Regions from separate parts of the Mus musculus genome. Here regions 1, 3, 4, 5 and 6 are each linked to region 2. Evidence: chromatin contacts called from public HiChIP or PLAC-seq data. All regions are on one chromosome and are shown on one strand. The core of a region is the stretch at or near the end of the contact, and the rest is flanking DNA. Distances in the headings are between cores, read along the strand shown.

Evidence for each region. HiChIP or PLAC-seq counts read pairs in DNA pulled down with a chosen protein or histone mark.
Region 1: an H3K4me3 HiChIP or PLAC-seq map of embryonic forebrain shows a contact between it and region 2, with 5 times the contacts expected there. The contact joins the enhancer-like site here to the promoter of Sc5d in region 2. A contact is called at or near these places in 6 of 39 promoter capture datasets (the 3T3-L1 cell line, embryonic stem cells, hippocampal neurons and 3 more), 2 of 484 Hi-C or Micro-C datasets (the N1E-115 cell line and palatal mesenchyme) and 4 of 115 datasets of contacts at active chromatin or transcription factors (embryonic forebrain, embryonic limb bud, embryonic stem cells and 1 more).
Region 3: an H3K4me3 HiChIP or PLAC-seq map of embryonic forebrain shows a contact between it and region 2, with 4 times the contacts expected there. The contact joins the enhancer-like site here to the promoter of Sc5d in region 2. A contact is called at or near these places in 1 of 39 promoter capture datasets (cranial neural crest), 4 of 484 Hi-C or Micro-C datasets (adipose-derived mesenchymal stem cells, cerebellum, cortical neurons and 1 more) and 7 of 115 datasets of contacts at active chromatin or transcription factors (the NIH/3T3 cell line, astrocytes, embryonic forebrain and 4 more).
Region 4: a contact with region 2 is called in an H3K4me3 HiChIP or PLAC-seq map of forebrain, with 5 times the contacts expected there. The contact joins the enhancer-like site here to the promoter of Sc5d in region 2. A contact is called at or near these places in 2 of 39 promoter capture datasets (3T3-L1-derived adipocytes and cranial neural crest) and 2 of 115 datasets of contacts at active chromatin or transcription factors (astrocytes and forebrain).
Region 5: a contact with region 2 is called in an H3K4me3 HiChIP or PLAC-seq map of forebrain, with 4 times the contacts expected there. The contact joins the promoter of Mir100hg here to the promoter of Sc5d in region 2. A contact is called at or near these places in 4 of 39 promoter capture datasets (the 3T3-L1 cell line, hippocampal neurons and neural stem cells) and 7 of 115 datasets of contacts at active chromatin or transcription factors (the NIH/3T3 cell line, SST interneurons, astrocytes and 4 more).
Region 6: a contact with region 2 is called in an H3K27ac HiChIP or PLAC-seq map of embryonic stem cells, with 4 times the contacts expected there. The contact joins the promoter of Grik4 here to the promoter of Sc5d in region 2. A contact is called at or near these places in 7 of 39 promoter capture datasets (the 3T3-L1 cell line, 3T3-L1-derived adipocytes, the C10 cell line and 3 more), 3 of 484 Hi-C or Micro-C datasets (cortical neurons and embryonic stem cells), 10 of 115 datasets of contacts at active chromatin or transcription factors (astrocytes, embryonic forebrain, embryonic hindbrain and 4 more) and 1 of 9 other capture datasets (embryonic stem cells).

What each region holds. Positions count from the first base shown.
Region 1 is chr9:41,463,140-41,466,561 of GRCm38.p6, reverse strand. The region is part of intron 3 of Mir100hg (Mir100 Mirlet7a-2 Mir125b-1 cluster host gene); the gene reads right to left. Among named protein-coding and RNA genes, the nearest start is that of Mir100, 67 kb to the left of the region's middle. Within about 2 kb of position 1,966, at least 76 of the 459 cell types and tissues checked have an H3K27ac peak or open chromatin away from gene starts, as enhancers often do. A contact at or near this core is called in the N1E-115 cell line, embryonic forebrain and stem cell-derived neural progenitor cells, where this site is marked.
Region 2 is chr9:42,262,444-42,266,054 of GRCm38.p6, reverse strand. Sc5d (sterol-C5-desaturase) reads left to right here and starts at 1,755. Exons shown (of 6, transcript NM_172769.2): 1 at 1,755-1,849.
Region 3 is chr9:41,584,637-41,588,071 of GRCm38.p6, reverse strand. The region is part of intron 4 of Mir100hg (Mir100 Mirlet7a-2 Mir125b-1 cluster host gene); the gene reads right to left. Among named protein-coding and RNA genes, the nearest start is that of Mir125b-1, 4.4 kb to the right of the region's middle. Within about 2 kb of position 1,606, at least 67 of the 459 cell types and tissues checked have an H3K27ac peak or open chromatin away from gene starts, as enhancers often do. A contact at or near this core is called in the NIH/3T3 cell line, cerebellum, cortical neurons and 3 more, where this site is marked.
Region 4 is chr9:42,962,330-42,965,955 of GRCm38.p6, reverse strand. It overlaps Arhgef12 (Rho guanine nucleotide exchange factor (GEF) 12), which reads left to right. Exons shown (of 41, transcript NM_001359232.1): 41 at 1-2,114. It also overlaps the pseudogene Gm5831. Among named protein-coding and RNA genes, the nearest start is that of Gm36648, 16 kb to the right of the region's middle. Within about 2 kb of position 1,370, at least 11 of the 459 cell types and tissues checked have an H3K27ac peak or open chromatin away from gene starts, as enhancers often do. A contact at or near this core is called in forebrain, where this site is marked.
Region 5 is chr9:41,374,377-41,377,782 of GRCm38.p6, reverse strand. Mir100hg (Mir100 Mirlet7a-2 Mir125b-1 cluster host gene) reads right to left here and starts at 1,257. Exons shown (of 5, transcript NR_131928.1): 1 at 1,107-1,257.
Region 6 is chr9:42,942,918-42,946,426 of GRCm38.p6, reverse strand. Grik4 (glutamate receptor, ionotropic, kainate 4) reads left to right here and starts at 2,056. Exons shown (of 21, transcript NM_175481.5): 1 at 2,056-2,100.

The DNA.
Region 1 (3,422 bases), core at 717-3,216, 800 kb after region 2:
GATGTCAAGACCAGCATCAGCAATGTAAAAGGACTCTGTCTCAAAGAAAGAAAAGAAGGGGCCACAGAAGAGAAGAAAATAGTAGGGAGTGGAGAAGAAAGGAAAGAAATTCAAGATGGCCAACAGCACCTTACCAAAGCGCACAGCTAACTAAGAATGTCCGCTTTTGCTCGAATTTCTGATGCTGTTTTGGTTTCCTGTGAGACACAGGCCTTCACAGCTGCCTATTTGGCTCAGCTATGATCAGTGATTTTGTCCTTTAAAAGGTTGTGCTTCAGGGCTCCCAATGGAGGAGCTAGAGAAATTACCCAAGGAGCTAAAGGGATCTGCAACTCTATAGGCGGAAAAACATTATGAACTAACCAGTACCCCGGAGCTCTTGACTCTAGCTGCATATGTATCAAAAGATGGCCTAGTCGGCCATCACTGGAAAGAGAGGCCCATTGGACACGCAAACTTTATATGCCCCAGTACAGGGGAACGCCAGGGCCAAAAAGGGGGAGTGGGTGGGTAGGGGAGAGGGGGTGGGTGGGTATGGGGGACTTTTGGTATAGCATTGGAAATGTAAATGAGCTAAATACCTAATAAAAAATGGAAAAAAAAAAGGTTGTGCTTAGAGCTTTATACCTCTCCAGCACTGGGCCTGTCACATACAAGAGAAGATAGGCAGGGGGAAGATGACATCACCATCAACCACTCCTTTAATCTACTAAGAAAAAAGGAAGCAAAAGGAAGATTCCTGTCTGACCAGGGAAATCTCAGGTCCAGGTGTCTGGAAGGACCCCTCACTAACTACATTACAAGAGAGGACATTAAACTGTGTGGGCAGTGACAGGGCAGTGACCACCATCATCAGCAATGAGGAAAGAGCCCTGAGCTGTGGTCTTTGGTACCATTTGTGTTTTTGAGCTCCCTGGTTTGTTGGACTTAGTAGCAATAAGATTCTTAAGTCAAAGTCTGATGATGCAGTTGTCCACAAGAGTTTTCTTCTATGTCTGTAGTTCCTTCTATCATGTACAGTGAGTCTCACTATGACCCAAAGCACAAGGGATGGCCATGCAAGCACAAAGGGACCCAAGTGAGCACAAGCCTGTCTACGTGTTCTCACACTTAGCCTCTGCTGCTCCCAGCACCCAGGAGTAGAGGGATCTCTCAGAGTGTGTCTGGCAAGAGATGCCTCAAACCCTGTAAAAAGCGGGAGACTCACATATCCAACCAATTCTGTCTTTAAGTTTCCGCTCAGAATTCCCTGGTACTCTGATTACCCACGTCTAAACTTTGGCTTCTCCACCCATAGAGTGGAAGCTGTAAAATTGGTGCATCTCAGAGAATGACTGAGAAAGGTGAAAGGAATAGTACTGAACTATCAACACAGGACCTGGACAGCACTGAAACAGCCAAAGATGGCTCTGCCCCTCTTGTGAATATTACCATGGCCATGTATGGATGGCAGAAAGCAGAGAGAGGAGAGGAGAGGAGAGGAGAGGAGAGGAGGAGAGGAGAGGAGAGGAGAGGAGAGGAGAGGAGAGGAGAGGAGAGGAGAGGAGAGGAGAGGAGAGGAGAGGAGAACAGAGAGACAGACACAGAGACACAGACAGACAGACAGAGAGGGAGGGAGAAGGGTAGACAGACATAGATAGACAGAGTGAGACAGGGTAGGGAGAGAGGGAGGAAGGGAGAGAGGAAAGGAGGCAGAGACAGAGGGGAAGGGGGAGAAGGAGAGAAGGACAGATAGAGGGAGGGAAGAAGGAAGAGAGGGAGGGAGGAGAGAGAGAGAGAGACAGAGAGAGAGAGAGAGAGAGAGAGAGAGAGAGAGAGAGAGAGAGAGAGAGAAATATCAGTCACCCCCACAGCCTGCCTATGATATCCATTTTCAGGAGTACAGAATATGTCTCCAGGTCAGGCTTGCTCTCAGAGTGAAAGCAAGGAACAGCACCAGAAAGGCCTGCCCTCACAAGATGGGCACCATGCCGGGTTACGCCTGGTCCTGAGGAGACATCGCTAAAGCATTTCAACAGGGCTCCTCTGAGCCAGCTCCTGGGGCACACACAAAGACCCATTCAGGGTGACTGCAACTCTGAAAGCCAGCAGATGCTCTGAGGGGCCTGGGAAGGGGTGGAGAAGCCACACAGAGCCTGGCACTAACCCTCTGGGCCCCGCCCTGGGCAAGTGGGCCTGGAGGGCTTGGGTCTGCAGCCACTCCACAATCTTTGTTTCTCCCTCTATTTCTTTTTCTGACCACGGTCCAGGGCAACAAGGACACCAGCTGCCATAGAATAGATTGAATAACGTCCCCCGAGGAGGCTGGAAGCACCACCTCTCTAATGCCAATCCATTTGGCAGGGTATTCAATCGAAACAGGCCATTACTAACTGGCTTGCTATTGCCAAGTGCCTCTTTAAAATTGTGTGTGTGTGTGTGTGTGTGTGTGTGTGTGTGTGTGTGTGTGTGTGTGTGTGTGTGTGTGTGTGTGTTTTCATATGTATATGTATTGGTGCATGTGCACATGAGGATGCAGATGTGCTGTGTACATAGACCAAAGTCATCCTTGGGAATTTAAGCCACTCCCTTTAAGACAGGATTTCTCCTTAGGCTAAGCTGGCCAGTGAACTTTGGAGATCGTCCTGCTTCTGCCTCCCTCGAGTTGAGGTTGTGAGCCTCTACCACCACACCCAACATTTTTACGTGGATCCTGGGAATCGAACTCAGACCCTTAAGCTGGCAAGGAAAGCATTTTACTGGCTGATCCATCACCACCACCATCCTGCCCAGTCTTAAAGGTGCCTCTTTGGGGAGGGAGGATATACCCCTCAGAGGTTCCTAGTCTGAGCAGATACAGGCTAGAACATGGAAGTGAGTTATTCCCCAAGATTTACAGGTGGCTCCCTGTCCTTTAGCCTCTAATTTCCTACCTGCCAAATGACCTGTTGGAACTCAGAGTAGCTACCATGTGCTTCATCTGAGCAGCAGCCTGGTTGTGGGTCCCTCCTTCCTCTCCATGTCATGTTGACTTGCAAGGAGAGTTCCTGGTCTAGGTGTCCAGCTTCAAAGATGCTTCAAGGACCACATTCCTTGGATGCAGACAAACAGGATTACCTGCTTTGCTCTCTCTCTCCTAATACACAGAAGGCTGTTGTGTGAAGGACACAAGCAAACCAAGAAGCAGAAAACAGAGACTCTTGAAGTCATCAAGGTTGGATGACATGATCTATAAGTCAGCATCCCATTCTAGAAAAGAGCTGAAAGGACTTCTCAAATCAAGGCAGTTGTAGGTCAACCAATCACTGCAGTCCTCTGGATGTGTGTATTTATCTGGACATCATGCTCTCTCCCAGCCATTTAAAAAAAGTATATGGAAATTGTCTGCTTGTCCTCTATGTTCCCAGTGGTCAGTTGCTGTACTTAACACCAGCACCTCCCAG
Region 2 (3,611 bases), core at 506-3,005:
AGGAGGCTCCTGGCTGTCGAGGAACAACTTGCTTATAGAAGGAATCAGAGTGGAGTCACCCGGTTGCTTCTCCTTTACATCTACACTTCTAGAAATTGCCCAGATGGTGTCAATTTTGGGGATGGGAGAGGAGACCTTGGGAAGTACTACAGTGGAAGCCCCAGGAGAAAGCTGATGACCAGACCCACTAAAGCAGTGCAAAGCCTAGGCTCTCACTCCAGAGCTCACCTGTGGAACTCACACATACTCCTGTCTAGTTTCTCTTAGTGTGGTGGCTGGTTTTCACCACAACTTGCCACAAATCAGCAACGACTGACCAGAGAGCCGCATGGTCCTCATCGTCTCTGTTGATATCAAAGAAGCTACCTTAAGCGCGTGCAGCATTTCTGCCAATAGGCCCAGGAGCAGAGTAGAGAGAGTATGATATCCCTTTAGCTTGCTTGGTCTTCCATCTTCCCCTGGCAGCTGAGCTTGCTTGCTGCTGCTGTCTTTGGTGAAACCCAAACTATTATTTCCAAACTTCCATTGTTGGCTGAAGGCCAGGGACTCTCCAGGTATACAGGAACTGCTGTGGCACTGAGCCTGGTAGACAGACGCTCTACCAGGCTGTTCATTTTTCCAATGTGAGACAGCCATTATAGGACTACTCTGGCTGGCAAGGTAACCAGCCTCGTGGATGGAACAGCTACTAGGGGTTTAGTTCTTCTGGGGTGAGACAACTGTTATTACTTTAAGCTAGTTTCATAAATTTTTTATGTATGTATTCATCTTATCAGTTCTGTTCCTCCAGAGAACACTGGCAAACACACTTTGTTAAGTGTAATTTATAGAGTCATTTTGGACTAGGCTTTTGCCTCAGAGCTCTGGAAGATCAGATCTGGCCAGAACTGTCTCTCATGCTCAATATATCACTTAATCAAACTGGCTTTTGAAATGCCTGGCTCCTTCTAACCAAAACAAAAAAACAAAACAAAACTAATCAATTGGTAGGACCCTGATACCAGAAACAGACGACAGGTCAATCCTCTCTGAAGTAACTCTGAAGTACTAGTCTTTTGGGCCTTTCTTCTTCTTAGGTTCTTTTCATTTTGGCCAATACTGCTGATCCCTACTGCTCACCTTAGGGAGCTCTTGTATTTTATAGAATGGGCTGCTGTCTACATTCCCGAGTCATAATTAGCCAATTTGATCTTTAAGTTCACCTCCCCCACCCCTATCTTTACCTATGTAAACCAGTTGGGCCAGATCATAACCTCTTTCTCTATTTTTATCGCTATTAATAATTGCTTTTTAAATTTACTCTGCTACACATAACTTTCGATTTACATATTTTAACGCTGCATAAGAGGACTTGCAGGGAAGTGACAAATAACTGCGGATTGATGAACGTTTGAGTCACAAAAATGGGACAAAAGACTCCACCATTAACATCAAAGGAAGCGTCATTAATCCTACTTCAGGCTGTCATTTTGCATTCATCCCGGGTCCTTTGCACGATTCTAGTCAACTTTCTGGGCGGGAAGAAAGTGGGAAGGAAAGCAAGCTTCGTCCGCCCCGTAGCAGCATCATGAAGCGCCTGGATAGTCCCGGCAGAGTGCTGGACCTGGTTCGGGGGTGCGGGGAGGCGTGGGGAGCGCGGGACGCCTACGCGGCGACCACGTGACCGCCGCGACCGCGCCGGTCCAGGTCGCGCGATCCGCCGTCACATCAGCTTATTGCGCCGGCTGCTGATTGGCCGGCTGCCTGCACATGGGCGGGGCTCTGCTGAGCGGGCGGTGTCTCGGGCGCTCTGGCTCGTACTCTCCGCTGGCTGTAAAGCCGCGGCTGACGGAGCTGCTGGGCCTGGCAGGTAGGTTCCGTGCGCTGGCAGCTGGACAGCCGCGAGTGGGAGGACCCGCGGGCGGTCGCGAGGATCCCCGGGTGCCCGGCGCCGGTACGGCATCCGCCGCACCCGTGTGGCCGTCCCTGCTAAAGCGCAGGTGGCATGGGGGGGTGGGGGTGGGGGTGGGGGTCTGGCCTGGCGGACACCTTGGTCCCCGGGGCCTGCGATGGGGATAAGGTTATATGGGAGCGGGGAAGGACCCTGGCCCGGTAAAGCTGGGTCCCTGCCAGTGCTAGAGGTTGCCTGCCTACTGTGAACCCCACATCCAGGGTGAGGTGGGAAAAGCTGGTGATTTGCTTTGCCACCGGCACTTCCTGGAGAAGGTACCAGGTTGCGAACCAGCGTCCGATTGAGGCCTAGGGAGGGTGGTGGGCCGTCACTCCCTGCCTTTCTGAAGACCATACGCTGTAGCGTGCACACTTTAAGCATCGTTAAGAAGTCACTCATACTGGCATCCCTTCTTATTGCCGAGTAAATTGGGAGGTGGTACAAGTGGAAACAATATCTCGGCGGCAGCGAAGTTATTTGACTATTTTGTGTTAGTTGAGTTTGCATTTTCATTAGTTGTGTTAAAGTGCTTACCTTCTGACCCTTACTGTCTTACGGACTTTTGCATTCATCCTGTAATATAATGAACGTGGAGAACTCAGAATTCCCCATCTGTATTTGTGACTCTAGGGAAGTAATGCTGTGTAGAACTTTTTGTGTAGGCTTTACACATCGACTGCTCCTTACAGAACAAAGCTGTTTAAGGCATTGCGCCTTCACTGTCCTGTTTATTAAGATTATACGCGGACACACGTTATAGACTTGTGAGAATTAGATGGGAGAATCTCTCCATCACTCCTCCAGATGTGTAAAGGCCGGATGAGAGGTACTGCAGAGCATCCAAGAGCTTTGGAGACTGAAGCAGGAGAATGCAAGTTCCAGGCCACATAGCCAAAGGGGGGAGGGGTGGAGTGCTTAAAATAATATGTAGTATTTTTTAAATATATAAATGGCTAGTTATTGTTCCTGTACTTTTTTCAGTTAAGAAAAATATAATAGTTTTAAGTCATTTAAGTATAATAGTGGATTTATATATGTTTACTTATTTATCTGATGCTGGGATAGGAACCAAGGCTTTGGACATACTACACCAAAGGAATATCCCTGAATTATACCCCAGGCCCATTTAATTGATAACCATGTTTTAAAGTCAAAAATTGTGGGTTTTTTTTCTGCCAAAGCAGTATACTATTTAACGTAAACTTACATTTCAAGCAATAATGCCTAATTATCTTAGAGTCCATGAGCTGTCTTTGACTTTAAGGGGTTGCACCTTTACAATTTACATACAATTTGGTATGGCCATGTGGGTGTTTCTCACTGTCTAGCACTTGATGCTGGTTGAATTGCTTTTTTTGAATTGTGAGTGGCATATATGATGGGGAAATGAGCACCTGACATTTAATGTAATTTAAGTTTTTCAGGATGAGAGAAAACATGTGTGGCTCATTCCATAAGCAACAGGCTAAGTTCCTTAGCAAACACCTCCCAGCTGTGGCCGATGCTGCAAACCTCTGGTTTCGGCTGTTTGGGAAGCTGTAGAGGGAGTGTGGCCTGAGTAATGAGCTTCAGGGAGAAGGGCAGGGGTAGGAAAGGTTTTTAATGAAGAAACTGAAAAATCCCAGGGGAAAGCGACCAAAGGATGGAGACGCAGAGCCTTCACGGGAAAAGTGTCGTGTCA
Region 3 (3,435 bases), core at 357-2,856, 680 kb after region 2:
TAGGGCCTCACATAGTCTTACTCTGTAACAATTCTCTAAGCTTGTCTCGACAAGCTCACCACCTACTGCATACATGGCAAATGGCAAGTAGCAGGCTGACCAGCCAACTCACTGTGATCTGCCTGGGCTTTTTCTTAATAGGTAGATCTTGGGGGGGGGGGGCAGCTCGCTGGAGGGGGCTCCCCAGTGGAGCCATCAGTAGATCTCTGGAATCGTGTTGAGGCCCCAAAAGGGAACTGAAGTTAGTGGATAAGAGTCTCAGTTACTCATCTCGTGACATGCAAAATGGAGGGGAAAAACAGAAAATTGTTTATTATTGTTAATGGTTTGATTGCTTTTATTAGATTAAAAATCATCATCTCTGGCAAATGCCATGTCTCTGATTCCAACAAAGGAAATGGATTCCTTATGTGTAATATGTACTTTTCTGTTGTTCTCTGTGCTTCCGAGTTATCCACAGCCAGGATGAAGACCAAACTCACAAAGAACTGCAAATATTTTGCAAAGAATTCAAATTTTCTCCAGTGAGGAGCCTTTGAAAGATCAAGAGTTTGCAACATCTAGGTTTTCCACTTTCATTCTCATGGAAGCACACATGAAGCAAAGTCCTTTTATTCTTGTATTAATTAACAAGGAATTAAAAAAAAAACCCTAAGCTGACTTACAAAGCACTCTCCTCCCAAGCAATTCCAAGCATGAGACATGCCCGAGGATGGGGGGTGATGGGGACACACTCAAGTAGGCTACAGATAAAGCAAAGCACAGCTATATGCACATTAGTATAATTACAGATTGCAAATTATGCCGGATGTATCTAATATCTAATTTTTTGAAAGCTGACTCCACTTGAGACTTCAATAACAGCGTCAACATTTTGCAGGTGGCTTCTCTGTACAGTATCCAATGGGAATTATTCTTCCAATGCTTATAGCCCTCAAGTTAAACCTGGAGCTCCCCCTTAAAGGACCAATGGACACTGAAAACTGAGAATAGCACCTAGACAAAGGAAATGGAGTAGGGGGAGACCCTGGAAGACACTGAGTACAGTTGCTTATTTCTGTGACGATGATACTTACTTGGTTCAAGCAATAAGGAACTTGAACATCCGTCATTAGAAAATGTAGGAGAGGCTACATGCATGTTGAGGAAGCCAACTGAAAGGTTAAGGGTTGGGCATTTCTTAGATCTATGGATAAAAGGGGAAATGAGCATCAAGGTGGCACGCTCTACCTTTGACTCCAAACATTAAGCCTTATGTTAAATCCAACTCATCTAAGACATACAGTTTGTTCGTCTAAAAAAGATCCGCATTCGGCTTTGAGAAACTGGCTTTTGTCCTCGAGCCCTGCATGAATCAATCACCAACCAACTAAAATATATTTGAGATCTCAGAGAAGGAAGAGTACTCTCCAAGTTGATTGGATCCATCTTCTTGATTCCTCCTTAAAGATCTTTCTGCTAATGAGTCAGGGTTGCTGTGGCATTATTTAATTATCCGCACTTCTGTACGATGAAATATGTTGTCGTAGCGCACACTTCACAGTGCAGTGACTGCTCACATGTAATGCTGCCTCCACAGTTAGTACATTCCTTTGTTCTGCTCATAAGTGGTTTCAGAAAAAAGGGGTGGGCCCGGAAGGAGGAGCCTTTGGGGTTTGTAAAATAAAAATCATACATTCCTGGTGCATGTGCAGAATTCGATGCATTTACATGAATTCTGCTTTTGAAATTAAGTTGTGGCTCCACTTGGAATAAGCCAAGGCACATGTCGGGTGACTTCAAATGCAGCCATGAGGCTCTGAGTGGACCTTGAACATCTCTCTAGTGAATACTCACTGTAATGTAATGGGGGACAGAATGACTTGATTTTTTTTTTTAAAATCAGCAAGGAATGTCTTTAACAAGGAAGAAGTAAATTATGATAATTACTCTGAATGGTCGGATCCTTGAGCATTACTAATTAGCATTTATTGCCTGGATTATGGAACAATACAAGTGAAACCAAACTGCAGTTGCTCTTTTACCTTGAAGACTTGAAAAGGCAATGGAGAAAGATCTCTGCAGCCACCTCCGTGATGCAGACTGCAGGCAGTCTACCTCCCCACAGCCTGCAGACTCCCTCCTTATAGAAACACACCCATACGGGCCTCAGCATTTCCGGCCCATTCATCTTTGTGTGTGTGTGTGTGTGTTAGGTTCATATTTGCATGGGCTATCAGGTTCAGGAGACTAATATTCAGGCAAAATATTTTGGCCATAATACCATCTGAGGATGATGTTATCAGTCGGGAGAGCTTAGCAATAAAGAGCTGAAACTCCATGCTCCATGAAAATATGGAATTCTCCCAAAGAGATATTTGACTTAAAAACAGAACAAAGAACTCAGTTCTTGGTGATTGAAATTTTATATTTCCTCACTGACCCTTAGGACTGAAGCTTAAAAGAAAATAGCTAAGAAAAATAATGGGTTTTTGGTATAAGTACCTTTATTTGTTTATCTATCTATCTATTTATTTTCCATTAGAAATCTGTGATGATATAGGTTCTGAAATTAGAAAACAAAAATTAGATGTTCATGAACAGGTTGGCAGCACTAAATAAATGCCATTGTTAAAATTTAGCAACCAAATTTTTTAAATAAGCCACCAGGTATAATATAAGGAGAGAAAGGAGGAAGAAGAAAAAAAAAAAAGACTCCCTGAGCCGTTTATCACTCTGCAATCTCTGCCGTTCTCCACATCCCATTATAACGAATGAAGAGAAAAGACTATGGTCAGCCAGAAAATGGGCCCCAAATACAGTCACTGCTCTTCCAAATACCGTCCATGGTTTCCCCACCCTGGGCCCTTTTAGCCTGAAAGAATAAGTTTGCTTAAATCTGTGAGGAGATTAAATAGACTGGTGATAGAAATTAATTCTGCCGAATGAGCAAATGCATTCGAGTTGCCCAGATGCAAATAAGATAGATAATACTTTTCTTTGCCTTTGACATGCTAGGCGGATTAGTTTAGAATGTTAAATCTGATTTTATTAGAATATATTAGCAGTGTTTTAATTAATACCAATCAAACGTTTTTCTTTCCCTGGGGCTTGATATGTTCCTAACACTTTCTAAATCATCTGTTTTCCCCTCCAGAAAAAAAAAAAAAGAAAAAAAAAACAGAAAAACCCTACAAAATCACCAAATCACCCTTTGTTACAGTCGCTCAATTCTAATCTCACTGCGTTCTGTGGGAAGCCATAAACTTTTTGTATAAAGGTGTTTTTGCCCATAAATTTCATTCCAGGTGCCAGATTTTAAAATGAGTTACTGTTTCTCTAGCATGCCTCCTTAAAGAAGAAAGGAAGAAAGAAAGAAGAAAGAAAGAAAGAAAGAAAGAAAGAAAGAAAGAAAGAAAGAAAGAAAGGAAGAAAGAAAGAAAGAAGAAAGAAAGA
Region 4 (3,626 bases), core at 121-2,620, 700 kb before region 2:
AGATGAGCCTCATGTCTTGCACAAAGTCTTCTACTTGGCAGTAAGCCTGGTCACTCAGCTTTTTCTTGATTATGTTCAACCACATAGGCTCTTGCACACCCACAGTCATCTCTCTAAAATAATAATAATATGGCATCTTGGAAAAAAAGGAGCTCTCAGAACAGCAATAGACTCTCAAGAGAACATACTCGCACTTCAACTGTTCCTGGGGAGCCATCTCCCTCTGCAGTATCTCAGATTCTGGAAGACTCGGTTGACTTCCTAAGGACTGCATCCTACAGAAGATGCAACTCCATGGTGTTATCTCAGCTTCCACTGTTGGGATATGACAGTCCTCATGGAAGGCTCTGGAACAAGTATCACAGCAGAAGAGTATTCCTCCATCCCGGCACACCTCACATTCATCTGAGTTCTGAATACTAGGGTCAGCTGGGGAACGATGCAAGTTCTGTGTTCTCTGCTCTTTTCTTTTGCGATGTATCCGTGGAGGATTGGGTAGAAATTTTCTCTGGATCAGGAGTTTGAGGGGCCAATTATGGCAGCGCAGGCTCAGTTTCCAGTTCTTTGACTTTCCATAGCCTCCCATCATTTCAAATTCCGAGGGTGTGAACCAGTTTCCATTCTGACACTGTATGGACTTCACAGATATCCCTTGTTTGAATTTATCCTTGTGTAACACTCCCTTCAAGTTACCACACGTCACGGGAAGCAACTCAGCACTAAAATCGGCATTTTCTTTTCTGCGTCTTCTTAGACCCCTGATCTTAGCAGTGCGTCCTGGGTTCTTTTTCATTTTCTTTCTCTTGAAAGCTGCCTGGACAACAGCTATTCTGCCACGTTTTCTCTGTACACTCATTGGCTTTCTCCATTTTGGTTTTGACCAGTTGTGGCCTTTCTTTTTTCTTCTCTGCTTCTTGGGTTTTCTTGCAGGAATGTTCCTCCTGGTGCCCACACATTCTCCTTGGCTGCTTCCCATCCTTGCTTCCAGGTCTTCTGGCACATATGTTGGGGAACACATGACACAGGAACACTTCTTTTCACGTGTGGGTTGCTGTGCTCCTGGGCCAAAATTGTGGGTGTACATAGGTTTGTTATCTAATTTTGTAATACTGGGGACCAAGCTCAGGGTCTCATTTGTGCAAGGCAAGCAGTCTACCAGTGCCCCAAACAACTTCTAATGACCTCTAGAAAGAACAAGCCCTTTTTTAGAAAGTATTTTGTTTCATTGTCTTTTGGGGAGTGAAGAAGAGAAAAGTCCTTGTTGCCAGAATTTTAGAAGCTAAAAGACTTTATGCTGCCTCTACTGCAGGGGCTCGTTTTCCCGTCGCTCCTGGGCACTGGCGCTGGCCTGCTGCCTGCAGCTGGTACCCTGCCCAAGCTGTCTTCTCTGCAGCCGCCTGCTTGAGCTTGCTCTGTGCCTGCTTCCCTCCACGCTCCGAAAACCATGATCTACAAAAACAGACTTCTGCAAGGTCTCGCTCGCCTGCCCACCCGCCCCCTAACGTTGTGTTGGTTTTGGTTTTTGTTTTTGTTTTTGACAGTTCACCCCCATTTAGTGTGAGCTGTAAAACTGTACTTTATTTAAAGGCGTGCTCTTGTTCCCGTCTGGCTGCCTTCCCCATGGGTGCTGAGGGTTTGGGTAATACACTGATCAGGAAAAGGTGGTCTTCTCAGAAACCAGTCCCTCCCTCCCAGCCATTGCCAGGTGCCACCCGCTAAGCAGACATACTACAGCAGGGGACCGTAGCGTGCACACTGTTGGTGGTTTTTAATGAGCCTCTCTTTCCCCACTAGGCTGTCTCACTTTACTTGTTCACCATACAATCATTTACTCTTTAACAAAAATTGCTTTTAAGAGAAATCTGGAACTATCTTTAAAAAAAAAACCTTATTAATAATCATGTATTTTTACTGATCACATTTTGAAATGCCTAAAAGACTTTTATTGCTCTAATTATCCAGATGCACCTTTGTAAAAAGCTCTTTTATGAATTAGCTGATAAGGCTGTATGTTTCTGGAACAAAATATTGGGTCATCTAAAACTTTCTGTTTTCTGGGGTCTGGGAAAATAGAAAATAAGAATTCAAATATTAAATAAGCTTAAAAGAACTGAGTATGTGACTTTTTCTTTGTATGTATTCCTGTTTGTCTTCTGTAAGTTGTGTTTTGACATGGGGTTCTCACCTTAGGCTGGCCTTGTGCTCCTCCGTGAGTGCTGAGGTCTTAGGTGACCCCACCACAGCCGGCCACCAAGTTCTTAAGTGGACAAGGAGTCAGTAGCCTCCCTAGCAGTGACTCTCCTGGCCTTCCTGCTGCTTCCGGTCTCATTGCTGGTGAGACTAGTCTTTAGATCGCTGTGAAGTGTGAACCTCTGCAGTGGTGTGAGCAGCTGACATTGCCCTTGTAACAAGCCAGCTTTGTCCTTGGTTTTCAAGCAGTGATGGAGGCATGGTAGCATACACTTGATACCAGGCTCTAATCCTGCCACTTGGGAAGCTGAGGCAGGCAGGGCCCTTGAGTTTAAGGCTAGCCTGGTTTACATAGTGAGTTCCTGGTCAGCCTGAGTGAGACACTTGTCTTTTTTTAAAATAGCTTTCAACTACAATTTTTGGTATATTACATCATTAAAAAAACTTGATATGACACATTAATTTTGCTGTTTTTCCATTTTTAAGTGATGAGATCCATGTGTCAGCTTTTGTGGCACATGCAGGAAGTGGTTCTGCCTATTTGTGCATGTCATTCTTTTAGAAGGCTGACTGCCTTTAGCATTGTCTGTATTTTGAGGTGTAGGTATAATTTCACCTTTTCTTGGGATGTTTTTAAACATTCGAGGATACACTGGCTGAAAAGCCTAATAAGATGCTTAACAAATAATTAATACTGTGGGATATAGTTTAGCTAAACCTTTTAGCCTCTCCTATGGTAACTGTAGTCTAAGCCCTGTTAGACAGCGGCTCCTGTGGGGCTGGAGAGATGGCCCGGCTTAAGAACGTGTGCTGCCTTTCCAGGCCGGGGGTGCTCTTCCCAGGAGCCAGACCAGGTGGCTTCTCTCCATCTGTAACTCCAGCTTCAGGGGACCTGACACCCCCATCTGGCCTTGATGGGCACCTGCGCACACATACATGTTCCTGTCTTAGTCATTTTTTACAGAAGTAATTGTTGACTCCTTGACATAGCCAGGAGGCACACAGGCCACACAGCGCCAAGGGATTCAGTCCCGCCCCTCCTCGCCCTTGTCGGGTGATCTTGACTGGGCTTACCTCTGCAGTTTTCATTCTCTCACATGGACTCAACTGCCCACAGGCTATTGAGTCTGAAGCCAGCTTATTATGCATTCAAAGAAGATCGCCCTTACCAGGTAAGGTAACAAGCTGTGTAAAGATATTAAAATCTCACACAGACATCTCTGTATGCAAAGCATTACAAAACTATCAAATTCCATTTGTGTGACCTCCTGCAGATTTCTGAGACTCAGTCTTAAACTCAAGTTCAATAAATAAACCTAAAGCAAGGAAAAACTCCTTAAAAGACAACAAACTAAGTATACATAACACACAAAATGGCTGGGCTGGGGGGAGGGCTTGGATTAAGCAGCTGCTGCCCAAGTTCACATGAAGGCCAG
Region 5 (3,406 bases), core at 8-2,507, 890 kb after region 2:
AAGCATCCGGGGAGGTTCATTCTTCTCCACAGAGGAAAACACTTCAAGATTTACAGGCAGTCTGGATTTTGGCTAACATTGGGTTTGTTTGTTTGAGGGGGAGGGTGTGTGTGTGTGTGTGTGTGTGTGTGTGTGTGTGTGTGTGTGTGTGTGTGTGTGTGTGTTGTGGTGTTTGGTTGCTCGTGGAGAATAACAGCTTATGTTGGGCATGTCTGTATTCTGTATTGGTTAGTACTGAATGCATTCTGAGCTTACTCACCGTCTGAAATAAAATAAATAATTTTTTTTTATTTCGTTTTACAAAAACCTCCACATAACCTTTGGAAAAACAATGCACTGCCTTGGGTGGCCAAGGACACAGAAATACTGCTACTCTGAAACTCTGTGTGTGTGTGTGTGTGTGTGTGAGAGAGAGAGAGAGAGAGAGAGAGAGAGAGAGAGACTAGGTAACAATCGCTCTCCCTCACTTTCCGGTTTCCAGAGGAATGGTGTGCTCTGGAGCCCTTCATATGTGTGCTTTGTGCCTCTCCTTTCTCCTACATGGGAAATGGGATTTCTTTCATTAGTCCCTCTTGTTAGAATTAAAATCATTTTAAATGAGACACAAAGTATCTTGACGCTCTCTGACTCTGTAAAGGAGACAGTAGTCTCACCTGGAGACCCCCTTTTCTCAGCCAGGCTGGAGCAGGAGCACAGGCTGTCCTCTGGGGTCTTTCTCATCTCCCTTTTGAGATTATTATTCTAAAGAGCCATTTCTGTGTCCTCTCCTCTCGGGTACAATAGCTCAACAACCGTTTCAGTGTGTGAGGTAGCCCCAGAAGCTAAGACATTTGGAGCTGACATTCAAAAGAGAGACCCCCAAAACAACAAATCATTAAAAAAACAACAAAAAAAAAAACCCTGTTTACAGAGACAGGGAATGCGAGTCTAGCAAAGCTTTCCTAATGAGAGGAAGTGTTACAAATCCTGAGAGAGATTCAAATCAGAATAGATCGAGGATAGAGAGGGGCTAGGAAAACCCCTCAACCCCTGGGCACTTAGAAAAAAACCTAACAAGGTTGAGGAGAAGAAAGGAAATGTGCAAAATAGCCAGCGAGGTGACCCACCGTCCTGCGTGCGCCTTGACTCTTGCCGAGGGGAGTAACAGCCACAGCAGTGACATCGGAGTTCTAGCGGGTCAGGTGCCACCTCTGCCCAGCGCTCTCGCCCTCCCCGGCAGGATAGAAAACCATGCTCGAGACAGAGAAGGAGCAAACAGGCGCCACCGCCAAGTCACGGACCCCCATCAGCACCGGCTGGTCTCTGAAAGCCTTGGATCAAGGGTCCCATTCAAAGGCAACGAGGAAGCAGACAGTGGCAAATCAGACCCTGGCGGGCCTTCTGGAATAATTTAACTCCTCGCTCCAGCATTTAGATGGGGATAGCAAGAAACACAGGCGAGAGCTCCTTCACACCGAGGCGCGAGCATATGCCTGCATCTCGGTGGATGTATTTTTAGACACGCTGTCATGGGCAAGGCAGCCTGCGACAGCTTTTGCTTCCCAATGTGGGTGCCGCCTTCTCTGCAGCCTGAAAGCAGCTGAGAGAGCCCAGGGTAGCCATACACATCTCTCAGCAAGCCAAAGGTCAGGCAGGAGAAGAGCACACCCACCCCCAACCATAAGCCATTGTCCCTGTGCTCAGAAAGCAGTCGAAACATTTTCAAGATGTGTTCTAGAAGGAGGGTCATGTGCTGTGGCCGTGTGTGCACTTCCTGTCTTTGCAGGCTGAAAGCATTAGCAGGATTCAGACACACCTTGGGGAAGAAAATTCTAGCATAGGCCCGCCCAGAAGAATAAAAACATTAGGCTGGACATGTGTTATTAATAACACATACTAAACTTTTCAATGCATCCAAACCATATTATTCTAGAAAAAAAAAAATAAAGATGAGTGACCCTTTGTGGTAGATTTAAATGTGCTGTGAAAATCTGGGTATCTAGCCTGAAATTTTTAAATAATAAACTCTCATCTCATTAAAATACAATAAACTACTACACAAATACCTGGGCATTACTTTGTGAACCAAAGCAACCAAGTCTAGTGTGTTCTAATCTGATCTGGAGATTTTTGCCCCCAATGACATATTTTAGAAGACCCCCTTAAATTTTTCATATTAACGTACTTATGAAATATGTATGCAGACATACCTGATGTATGTAAAAATTCTCAAGTTAATTTGAATTTATGGGAAAAAAATCTTTTGGAAGAGTAGGTTAAGCAATCAACATAGCAAGATAACCATAAACAAAATCTCTAACTACATACCAGTGTCTCTGGGGTTTCATATATTCTGAGAATGGGGAGTGGAAATAAGCCAAAGCAACCTTGTAACATGCAACATTGTAAATAAAACTGCTTAAGACATGAGCAAAATGTCTGCCTTCCACATTGGGGAGTCTCTCTTTTCCTCTCTGCCATATGTAGGTAATCTACGAAAGAGAGCTGTCCAAAATGGGTTAACTCCCAACTCCTAGAAAGCCCACAGACACACACTCTGAGTTCTCCTCTTCCTTTAAGGGCAGAGACAGTGTACGATTTCACATTGTAAATCTCACAAGGCCTGAATAAAGCTCTCACAAGAACTGACAAAGAAAGAATAATTCACGTCAGACCAAAATGCTCCTTTCAGACAGATCTGGACCCAAAGGCAGGGAGAATCCAGAGTTCAACTCCCCATCACACTTCCCGAGTCTTTCAATTAATGGCACTGCAATCAGATCGATAGAATGTAATAAGAAAAGAGCTCTGCATTTTCTGCAGCTATTAATTCGCTGACTAACTTCAGCAGTAAAACGTGACTGGAAAGGAAAACCACTTAGGAAGATGGATTCTCTAAGCATGCCAGGCAACCATTCCCCGGCCCAAAAATGAGCCCTGTAGCTTTCTTTGCCCTTCCAGCCACTGTTGTGAGGATCGAGCAAGTGAGGAGATGGTGCTATCAAGGCTGAGCCTCGCCTTCCTGTCACAAGACACTGCAATATTCTAACACCACGGATCTGAACAAATGCATCTTTGCTTGGGATTTTGGTACAAAGAATCCTGACGTGCTGGTTGCAGCATGGGCGGGTTGGGGAGGGGCAGCCATTGTTCTCTGCCCAGGAAGGCAGTCCCGAGCCACCAAAACCCTGATCTTGGTTTTCAGTGACAGTCTGAACAGAGGAAAGGCTAGAGCAATGTCAGACTAGCAAAGATACTCTCTGAGCTCTACCACAAGCCAGATTATCACAGTGAAGGACATGCCAGGGCAACACTGCCTGCCTAAACAATTTTGTCACCAGAGACTGGCCTGAGAGCAAAGCTGGTGTTCCCTGTGGCAGGGCACAGAAGGGCTGGTCTAAAGTGCTCCTTGCCCTGCCTTTCTGGA
Region 6 (3,509 bases), core at 807-3,306, 680 kb before region 2:
AGTGAAGAGACGGGAGTTTTCACAAGGCCGCAGGTTACCAGCAGGTTACAGGTTACTAGTCTTAAAACCAACCCCTCACACCTCCCTTGGCTCATAGAATGAGCTTCCAAGGCCAACGAATACGAAGAAACGTTTTTCATATTGAATTATCTTCCTGTCCTAACTCTTAAACCTCTATGGGCGTGCTGTTGTTGAATTCTTCCAGTAGACTAAGAACCATGCATGTCACTCTGAAGTCACCAGGGACTGTGAAATAACTTATCCTGCTCACAGGGATGCCCCTCACTGCTGTCAGCCCAGAGCAGGTTCTGCATACACTACCGATACCGTCCTCTCACTCACGCTAACAGGTTCTAGCATTCCAAGGCAGGGAAAGGCGCTGCAGTCACCTCAGGATAGGATAGGAGTGTCCCACAGATCACCTTCAACTCATTCAGAAGGCAGGGTAAGGTCCACCTTGCCAAGTTGATGTGAAAGCCTTTGGGAATGGCACTTGAATAAATGGTGTAGTCTTGACACAGGATAAATGTTAAAAAAAAAAAAAACTGGACTGAAGAAATGGAATCCTATCCAATATGGAAACCTTTGACCTGTGCTGAGGCAGGTTGGATTCAACTTAACCTCATGGATTGGTTTTATTAGGTCAGTAGAAAGTCAGGTAGCTTGTGTTCCTGACATCCGTCTGACAGTTGATTGAGGAAAGACCGAAGGGACTGGAGCTATCCAGAGTGGCCGGTCCTGTGCCAACAGAGCACTCATAAAGTCCAGTCTGGGAGAGGAGGTGGGAGAGAGAACAGGCTCTTACAACCACAATCGCCACCCCCCCCAGCCCCCCAAGCAGGTAACTCAGCTCTGCTGCCCTCCCGGCATGATATAGGGAGTGTCAACAAATATCCTGTAGTCCGTGTATATTGTCCTCCCAGGCCCTAGAACCAACCAAGAATGCCTAGAACAGCCCCTTCGTGGAGACTTTAGGGTAAGCAGGTGGTTAGGTGTGAAGGAAGAGTGGGAGACGATTGGGAGGCTGGCTTAGATGCTTTCCGGGTTTGTCTACGGCTAAGACTCTGGGTTTGAAATGAGGAACTAATCGGTTTGAGGAAGTCACTTGACCCCCTGAGGCCTCCTGCTCCTCTGCCCTCTCCTTTTCTAGCCCCCCACCCACCCACCCCAAGGCTGCTATGATGTGGCCAAATGATCCCTCAAACCAAGTAGCTTGGTTCTCTCTTGGTCCAGCCCCCAGCTCCTGGTGAAGGCTAGGTCTTTCACCTTTCCTAGGCCGAGGTTTCCTTATGTGTAGCATAAAGTGACAACTTCTCCCAGGAGGTCTGTGTGCACAAACCAGTAGACTTCCAAACGTGAGCTGTGGTTCTTCGGCCTCCTGAAACATTGTGGTCTATCTGGCCTTGCTAAAGCAAAGCTTCACCCAGCTCCGCGCCACCACCGAGGAGGCCGCAGTCTCTACGCCTCGTCCCCTAGGTCTGGCCCCTAAAACGCCACCAGGAGTCGCCCTTCGCCCACCGAAGCAGGCCAAGCTAATAACTCCTGCGGACCAGGGCGGGCTGCCCCTTGGCGCTGGATGGTGAAGTGTACCCCAGCTCCTCACTTGGGGGTCAGTCCTCTGCAGCGCCCACCCGGAGCCCCCCCATCCCCGGCCCGCCGTCTCCCGATCGTCCGGATCAGGGAAGCTGCAAGTTTGGCTCTGTCTGTTCCGGCCTCCCCGCCTCGCCGCTCGGCTACCTAGGTCCGGGTCCCCAGCTAAAGACCCCGCCGGCGAGCGGAGACTCCGGCGGCCGCGGCCCGGAAGGGACGCCCCCTCCCCGGCCGGCCGCGTGCGGGACCGCCGCAGTTCCCTCACTGCCCGCCGGGCGGCGCCTCAGCGCCTTTCCGCGCGCCTCCCGCGCTGCCCGCTCCCGGCTCGCTCGCAGCCGGACACAGACTCTGCCTTCGGCTGCTGGCGGATCGAGCTGGAGCCGCCGCCGCCGCCGCTGCGGAAGAAAAAAAAAAAAAGAAAAAAAAAAAAAAAAGGGAAAACAACAGCCGGGCCGCCGGCCGAGCAACGTCGGGTCCCCAGCTTGGCGCCCGGAGTGCGGAGCCGCCCAGGTAAGGGCAGCAGCCCCCGCGCCGCCCCCGACCGGCGCCCTACGCTGTCTCCCCGCGCCCCCCGGGGCTGCGCCGCACCCCGACTTCTGACGTCTCCGCCGCTAGCTCCCTCCGGGCCGCGGCCCGCACCCTGCCTGGCCCCGCTCCCGCCTCCAGCTGCCCAGTCCCCTGCACTCTGATGCCTGCGACCCCGGATTCTCCGCTGAGCCCCCGCCACCTTGCCCCGTACTTCCCCTAGTCTCCATCCCTGCCTGCTTCCCCCTGCGCCTCCTCTCCTCCGCTCCGATCCTCCTTCTGTGATCCTCCCTCTTCCCAGTCCAACTCCCAGCCCAGCCTCTGCCCCCTGCAGGGATGACGGCCCCTTCCCGACACTGGCGATTCTACCCCGCCTCGTCACCCTCGGCTTCTCCTACGGGCCGCTCTTGCCCGCCACAGTCTTCCATCAGACCAGCCCGGCTTCTGAGCCCCCTTCTCCCTTCCCTCTTTGCCATCTGTCTTGACCACCCCTGCTCGGGCCCTGGACTCCGGCCACCACCACACCCCCAACCCTGCACGCCGTCTTGCTTTGGGCCAAGCCAGCGTCCTATCAGAAATGACCCTCCTTCTTGCGACTAATGGGCCTCTTAGCCATCCCACCCTAGTTCACCCGAGTGGGAAGTAAGGGAAAAACTCTGGAGACCTGCATTGGGCGCTGGAGGGGGAAGGGGATCAGTGGAGGGGGAGGGGAGCTAAGGAGATGTTCTTTAGTGAGGACCGGGCAGAGCCGGAGTGGTTCCGACCCAGCTTGGGGTGGAAGGCGCCCTGGTGACGGCTGGGACAGGGGGTTTGTCCAAGGCGCCAAGAGCACCTGTGCCTCCCTCCCTGGGCTCCCTGGAGCTGAGGAAAGTGAGGGAGGAGGTGGAGCCTGGGGAGAGTTGGCCCAGGGCTTTGGGGTTGGGGGAGGCGCGACCAAAGGGATAGACAAGGCACGCGGGCCAGGTTGCCTGGCTGTAGCCAGGCTATGCAGGCTGAGCTGGTCCCCTCTTGGACCTTGGGCTGTGTGGTTCTTGGCATCTGTACTTGATGCTGCCATCTTCCTCTTGGTGCTGTTGTCTGGTGATGCCACGCGGTGCCACCTCCCTGCCTCCCTCCAGTGGCTCTTCTGGGCATGTCTCCCAGGGGCCTGGGCTGTCTGGAAAGAGGAGGGGAACTCTGGCTGGGCCTGGCCACTGTGCCTGACAAGTAGGTATCTCTTGAGACCAGGGCAGGAGGGCTGAGGGTTGGCCAAGAGGATCTGAGCCCTGCCAGGGACAAAGAGAACTATCTTCTTTTTGGCTCCAGTGGGTCGTCTGGTGGTAGTGTCCCTTTTGGGAGCACCTGGAAAAGCTAGCCTTGTAGTCCCTGGGTCAGAGCTGCAGGGGTGTGGCTTG